2 separate regions of the Mus musculus genome follow, and region 2 is linked to region 1. Evidence: chromatin contacts called from public promoter capture Hi-C data. All regions are on one chromosome and are shown on one strand. The core of a region is the stretch at or near the end of the contact, and the rest is flanking DNA. Distances in the headings are between cores, read along the strand shown. Region 1 holds the start of 1700030A11Rik (RIKEN cDNA 1700030A11 gene). Region 2 overlaps Slc26a8 (solute carrier family 26, member 8).

Region 1 (3,442 bases), core at 933-3,432:
TGCTATGTAGTGAATCAGAGGCCACTTGGAGCTACATGAGACCCTATTTATCTATTTATCTATCTATCTATTTATCTATCTGTCATCTATCTATCCATCTATCATCTATCTAATCTGTCATCTATTTATCTAGCCTATCTACCTATTTCATCTATTCTATCTAATCTATCATCTAGTCTATCTATCATCTATCCATCCATCTATCTATCTATCTATCTATCTATCTATCTATCTATCTATCTATCTATTCATCCATCCATCCATCCATCCATCCATCCATCTATCCATCCACCCATCTATTATCTATCACCAATTCTATTTTATATATTTATATCTTATCTATCTAACCTATCTAATCTATCATCTTATCTATCCATTCATCTATTATGTCTATCTTTATCTATCTATTATACCTACCACCTATCTATTGAATAGAGACTAAAGGTGTAGTTAGACAGGGACCCTGTGTTAGCAGGTAAAAGGTCTTGGGCTTAACTAAACAAGGCAGCTACATGGAAAAATGGAAAGAACTGTCCAACGGCCACAGTGAGGAGCCTTCAGTGTGCTCTGAATCTTCTTGCAGAATTACAGGGAATAAAACGAAGCTTCATCCATACAGACTTAAACACCCGTCTCTCAGTAGTGCGTCCAACCTCATACACAATCAGAACACCTCACAATACCCTCTTCATTTAATTGTCTAAAAACGAGGGCGGCATTTTTAAAGGCAGGGTATGCAAGGGATGGAAAGGCATTTCTGTGGCCAGTTTGTAAGGTATTTACTTTACCATTGCCTTGCCTGAGAGGAAAATGAACTGTAGATAGTGTCAGGAAACAGGAAGCCGGGGGCAGAGTCGCTTGTTAGTTTGACATTTCATGCAAACAGACCTTTGGGGTGCAGCTAGTGGAGTGGGCACATCACCCTTGTGTAAGGCAAAACAAGCCACCCAAGGAAATGTTCTGGTGTGAGGAGTAGTGGAAGCAGCCATGGGGCAGGTCCAGTGTGACCTGTGGAGCGCCAGCTGATGTCCTCTCTGTGCCTTAGGATAGGGACCTGTTATTATGTGGGGCTGGAAGACTTGGAATCAGCCTTGGGAAATGTTTCTAACTCCTGCTCCTTTGTTTGATGTCCTGACAGCCCATGAGAGATTGTGACCCATATTTCGCAGGGAAAGCTGTAAAGATCCGGAGGGGAAAGTGATTTAGCCACTACCAATTCAAAGTTCCCAGATCTAGAAAGCTCAGTTGACAGGGCAGGTGGACATCGGGCCTTAAATCCCTGCATAAAACATCATGCTTTGGGCTGTGAGATGGCTCAGAGGGTAAAGGCATGTTCCAGCAAGCCCCGATGATGTGAGTTTGATTCCTGGGACCCATATAATAAAAGGAGAGAACTGGCTTCCGAGAGATATCCTCTGATCGCCACATGTGTTTCTCTTCTCCCTAATAATTGAATTATAAAAAATTAACACATTTAAAAAGTCATACTTTGCCTCAAAAATACTTTCCCATATTCAGTCAGGATGGTGGGGGATGAGAGGGTCTTTGGGTATTGGGGGGGGATGGGAGGGTCTTTGGGTATTGGGGAACCTCAATCCTGAGGGATCCAGGCTGGTTTCGTTCTCCCTGGGAGTCCAGATCTGGATACTGTCTGCATACCTAGGAGTGGTGGGACCCATGCTCTCTTGCAGAGGATGATGTCATCTGGCAGATTGTGGAATTGCTCAAGAAAGCTGGAGACCAACTGGAAGAAGAGGTGAGGAGGCGCAGGCATCAGAGAGCGCCTGCAGAGCTGCTGCAGCTCCCGGTTCGTGCCCCGCCTCCCCGTCCAGTTAGCCCCACTCCCTAATTCCAGAAGCCACCTCCCGCTCTGGGTCGGCCCTGTCTGGGGTTGCCTTTCGCCTCTCCTCAAGGCCAGGGATCTAACCCAGTTTCTTTCTCCTCCCCACAGCAAGTGCAAATCCCTCAGCCAGAAGCGGTTCCTCCACGAAAGCCAACGCCACTCCCCAGGAAGAAATCCCAGGAGAAGAAGTCCAGCCTGAAGAGAGTCTTATCCCTCAAGAAGCCTGCCTCTGAGGAACCCAAGAGAGTCGGCACAGCCACTACCCTGGGCCCAGAAACCCGGCCCAAGAGGCCCAGCTTCCTACCCCTGTGTGTTAGTAGCCAGCGAGCTTCCACCTCCAGCAGCCTTGGTAAGCAGGCTCTAGCAGTTGCCATAGCAACTGCAGCTGCCTCCTGCTCTGGAATCTTTCTGATGCCCACACTATGCCTTGAGCAGTGTAGGGAGGATGGAGATGGAGAAGAGATCAAAGCTTTTCCCCTCCACATGGTCTCACTTGGGTACAAGTGGGATCCCTCAGAGCCAGAGCCGGAGGGAGAAGGGCTGGTCTCGTTGGCTCTTCGTGGGCGTTAGGGTGGATGGGGGCTAGACTTGTATGACACCGTTGTCAGGAGAGCGTGGATTTGGGGTCATAAGAGGAGAGATTTTCATGCAAGGCGGTTTAGGCCATGGCTCTTCTTCATTCGTGGCACGGAGCCAGGCACCTTCTGCCCCCTAGTGGACCAACCGAAAACAGCGGCTAGGTAAGGAAACCCCATGGAAAGAAAAAGAGAAGCCAAGGAAAGACAGTTCTTTTCATGCAGAGAGCATGGTCGGGGTCCGCAAACAGAGCCCCAGACCCGGCATAGCCTTGCAAGCCTTGCAGAGCCCACGGGTGGCGTACACTGGCACCTGCCCAGGCTCAGGTTGCTGGGCGTGGCTGACACACACACTGACTGTGACTTTCTGCTTCCCAGACTTGGAGGCGCCTGAGTTCCAAGAGGTCCCGTCTGTAGATGGTGGAGGCTCCCATCCCTCTGAGCTCCACACACCAGCTGCCATATTTCAGGGACCCGAGGAGAAGCCACTGCTGGACAGAGCCTCCGAATCCAGTTAGTCCCTTGCCCCTCAGAAACACCCCCCTCCGCCACCCCTACCCCCCCACCTCCAGCAAATAGCCCATCTGTCTAGACTCTGCCATTTGGAAAGGGCAAGTTGAGGCAGAGCGAGGGAGGCCAAGGCCTATTTCAGTCTCTCTGTGGGAGGCCTCGGGCTGTGGAGACAGCACATTTCACCCGTTAGCCTCAGTTTCCCCATTTTGCAAGGCTGGACCTTGAGATTTGCTGGAAGTTCTAATTGAATGACTGCCTGTAAGGTATAGCAGGGTCGGCCTGTCAGCCAACAGGTTGTGTTGCTACCGAGCGTGGTTATTGCCGTTAGGTGGGCGGCTGAGAGCTGCCGTGGTGCCAGGAAGGGGCTGAGAACACAGAAGGGAGGTTTCCATACAGTTATCGGTTTTATTATTATTATTATTTGTTTTTGTTCGAGACAGGATTTCTCTGCATAGTCCTGGCTGTCCTGGAACTCACTCTGTAGACCAGGTTGGCCTCGAACTCAGAAATC
Region 2 (3,439 bases), core at 793-3,292, 250 kb after region 1:
GTAGTGGAGCTTCAGTCATGTGACTATGAAATGCTTTTGTTTATATTTTATTTTTAAATTTAATTTATTATTCATATGTGTATGCCACAGACAAAAGCATAAGTTCTAGAGTGTACATGTGAAAGTCAGAGAAGGATTTGGTGATGTTGCCCCTCTCCCTCCTCTGTGGGTCCAGGGGGCAGATCAGGTTGTTAGCCCAGCACTCAGCAAATGTTTGACCTGCTGAGTCAGTCATATGGGTTGGTTTGTTTGTTTTTCAAGACAGGGTTTCTCTGTGTAGCCCTGGCTGTCCTGGAACTCACTCTGTAGATCAGACTGGTCTTGAACTCAGAAATCCGCCTACCCCTGGCCCCCAAGTGCTGGGATTAAAGGCGTGCGCCACCACCGTCCGGCCAGTCATATGTTTTTGTTTTATAAAAATTTGGGGTTTGCTCAAGTAAGCTTGACAATTGGGATGTTATATATTTGCTTGTACAAGGAGATCTTTGGCATGCCATAGTTATAGTCCATTAAGCTAGTCAACACCTGTTACCACACAGGAATATCTTTTTTTTTGTTGTTGTTCCTTTGTTTTGGTTTAGTTTTGAAACAGAGTCTCACTAGACAGCTCAAGCTGGCCTCTAACTCTCAACCTACCCACAAATTCTGGGATTGCAGATACAAAGCCCGTGGCCAGCCCACAAACACATAGCCTAGTGATTATCTTTTCATTGTGAACATTGAAGATCTATTGCTTTCCCAGTTTCCAAGTCTGCAGTAAACTATTACTAAATGTAGTCACTGGGCTGTACCAGTGGTCTCTACCCAAATGTTTACTTTTTACACATGTATTGTGTATGGAGTGGCTGTGTGGACACATGTATGTTAGAGAGAGCTTGCCCATGTAGGTACATGTCGAGACCAGAGGCAGACATCAGGTCTCCTCCTCTGTTGCTCTCTACCTTGACTTTTCTTTTGAATTTTAAAAGATTTTCAAAAATCCTCTGCGTATGTAGGCATGAGAGGAGTATGTACATATGAATGCCTTCAGAGGCCAGAGGAGGATTTGGGTCCCCTGGAGCAGCAGTCACAGGTGGTTCTGAGCCACCTGATGTGGGTGCTGGGAACGGAATTTGGGTCCTCTAGAAGAACAAACAGGTGCTCTTAAACCCTAAGCTTCCCTGTAGCCCTGGCCTCCTCTGTGTCTCTTTGTTCTTTGGAGACAGAGACTCTCACTGAACCTAGAGCTCTGATTGGCCAGCTGTCCTGTGGGCTCCTGGACATCACCCCACACACACACACACCCGCATCCCTCTGATCCCAACCATGTATCAGAGACCAAAGCAGCTATGGCTTTGGTTCCAATGCCAAAAGGAGTTTGGAGAATGGAAACAGATGGTCCCTCTCTTGTCAGGACGGCCCTCATTTCATTTACTGTCATGCGAGAGCCTCTGAGCCCTCGCTCTGTATTAATCTCACTCGTTTCCTTTTGTCTCCTGTCAGATTCTTGGCTTCAGCTTACTTACAAGCAAGATAACCATGGCCACAGAAAACAGCAAGATGCTGATGAACATGATTCCATACAGGTCAGCCGTCACACTTCCCTCCTCTGTTGCTTTTGGGTTTGGTTTGCTTTTTGTTTTTTCAAGACAGGATTTCTCTGTGCAGCTCTAACTGTCCTGGACTCACTCTCTAGACCAGGCTGGCCCTGAACTCAGAGATCTACCTTCCTCTGCCTCCCAAATGCTGGGATTTAAAGGTGTGCATCACCACGGGGCATCACTCCACTTTTCAATATTGCTTTTCCTTTATTTTTGTAGCAGGGTCTTGCTGTAGGTGGCTCAGCCTCAATCTCCTGGCTCGGCTTCCCCAGGGCTGGGGGGACAGGCATGTGCCCGCATGACTACCAGTTGTTCTCTCTCAGCCTCTCCCCACACAACCTGGCTCACAGTCTTTTCTAGGACTGTTTGGCTACTGCAAAGTTCACTCAGCACACAGGTCCAGTTCCTAGCTTTGTGGGTAGGATCAAGTATAGAACCCAGAGGTTTGTGACCACGAAGCGGCTGCCACGGCGCCTTGTCTCTTCCTTATTCACTGTCTTAGTTAGGGTTTTACTGCTGTGAACAGACACCATGACCAAGGCAAATCTTATAAAAAACAACATTTAATTGGGGCTGGCTTACACGTTCAGAGGTTCAGTCCATTATCATCAAGGTGGGAGCATGGCAGCATCCAGACAGGCCTGGTGCAGGCAGAGCTGAGGAGAGTTCTACGTCCTCATCCAAAGGCTGCTAAGACTGACTTCCCAGGCACCTAGGGTGAGGGTCTTAAGCCCACACCCACAGTGACACACTTATTCCAAACTGGTCACACCTATTCCAACAAGGCCACACCTCCAAATGGTGCCACTCCCTGGTCCAAGAGTATACAAACCATGACACTCACCCTCTGTCACTTCCTTACACGGGCCTGCCAGCTTGTCAGACATCTGCTGAGTACCCATAACACCAGAGACTTGATTCTTTTTTTCTGTAGGTATTATGGGTATCACAGAGGCCCCCCCCCCCTTTCTGGTTAACTTTCAAGAGCAGAATAACAAGGCCAGGCATGTAGTGCCCACATGTAATCCCAGCATTTGGGGGTGGAAGCAAGAGGATCAGGAGTTAAAAGGCTAGCCCTGGCTACATATCAATCATGAGGCTAGCCTGGGCTGAATGAGATACCCCGACCCCAAGTAAAACAACAAAGAGATGGGATGAGAGATGTTCTCTAGTGCCCCTGCTAGGAAACACAGGATTCGGTGTTCAGAAGAGAACTGTTGCTTTGCGTTGCCTACTTGATTGTGGGTTTCAGCTGCTCCCCCATCCCTCTCCCTCCTTTTCTTCGTCTTTAGACTGTGCTGGGATTGAAGCTAGGGCCTCATGCAGGTTAAGCAAGCACTCTGCCATTGAACACCATTTTCCTCTTAATTGGGTAGGTTATCTTTGAGAGGCAGCTCTGAGGAACTCACGGTTCCTCTGCATTCTGTTTCATCTGTCACATGACTCTTGCTACCGCTGGACAGTTGCCAATTTTGAGTTTAATTAGAAAGGACTAGACAGCAGTGTTATAACCCACAAGCAGACTTCTGAAGAATACTGCTTATGACTCCACACTGCACACAGGGGAGTCCCAAAGCCTTGGGGATGTTGGCTGAGCTCCAAGATAACAGGGGGGCTGTTTGATATGATCATGTTGAACCGTGCCTGTATCCTAACTGTTTCCTGTGAAATGCAGTGAGAGCCGAAGAATGCATCTGGCATTCTATTTAATAGCAGAGATGTGATCAGATACCACCTCTATACAATGTTGGGGGGGCTATACAATAACAGAGACATGCTCAGATACCACCTCTATACAATTTGGGGGGGGCAGGGTACAAGGAAAAGTCTGGTGGCAATGTGTGTGTGTTTTCTCTCTC

What was found. Promoter capture Hi-C pulls out the DNA fragments that hold promoters and counts their contacts.
Region 2: a promoter capture Hi-C map of the HPC-7 cell line shows a contact between it and region 1, with 3 times the contacts expected there. The contact joins the enhancer-like site here to the promoter of 1700030A11Rik in region 1. A contact is called at or near these places in 12 of 39 promoter capture datasets (the 3T3-L1 cell line, the C10 cell line, the HPC-7 cell line and 7 more), 3 of 484 Hi-C or Micro-C datasets (the HPC-7 cell line, bone marrow-derived macrophages and cortical neurons), 5 of 115 datasets of contacts at active chromatin or transcription factors (bone marrow-derived macrophages, craniofacial prominence, embryonic basal ganglia and 1 more) and 2 of 9 other capture datasets (adipose tissue and macrophages).

The regions. Positions count from the first base shown.
Region 1 is chr17:28,904,005-28,907,446 of GRCm38.p6, reverse strand. 1700030A11Rik (RIKEN cDNA 1700030A11 gene) reads right to left here and starts at 2,182. Exons shown (of 3, transcript NR_045457.1): 1 at 2,148-2,182; 2 at 1,660-1,744; 3 at 676-1,443. Bnip5 (BCL2 interacting protein 5) reads left to right here. Exons shown (of 12, transcript NM_172450.3): 4 at 1,692-1,756; 5 at 1,952-2,192; 6 at 2,797-2,931.
Region 2 is chr17:28,657,719-28,661,157 of GRCm38.p6, reverse strand. It overlaps Slc26a8 (solute carrier family 26, member 8), which reads left to right. Exons shown (of 20, transcript NM_001290320.1): 8 at 1,483-1,565. Among named protein-coding and RNA genes, the nearest start is that of Slc26a8, 31 kb to the left of the region's middle. Within about 2 kb of position 2,042, at least 26 of the 459 cell types and tissues checked have an H3K27ac peak or open chromatin away from gene starts, as enhancers often do. A contact at or near this core is called in the HPC-7 cell line and embryonic basal ganglia, where this site is marked.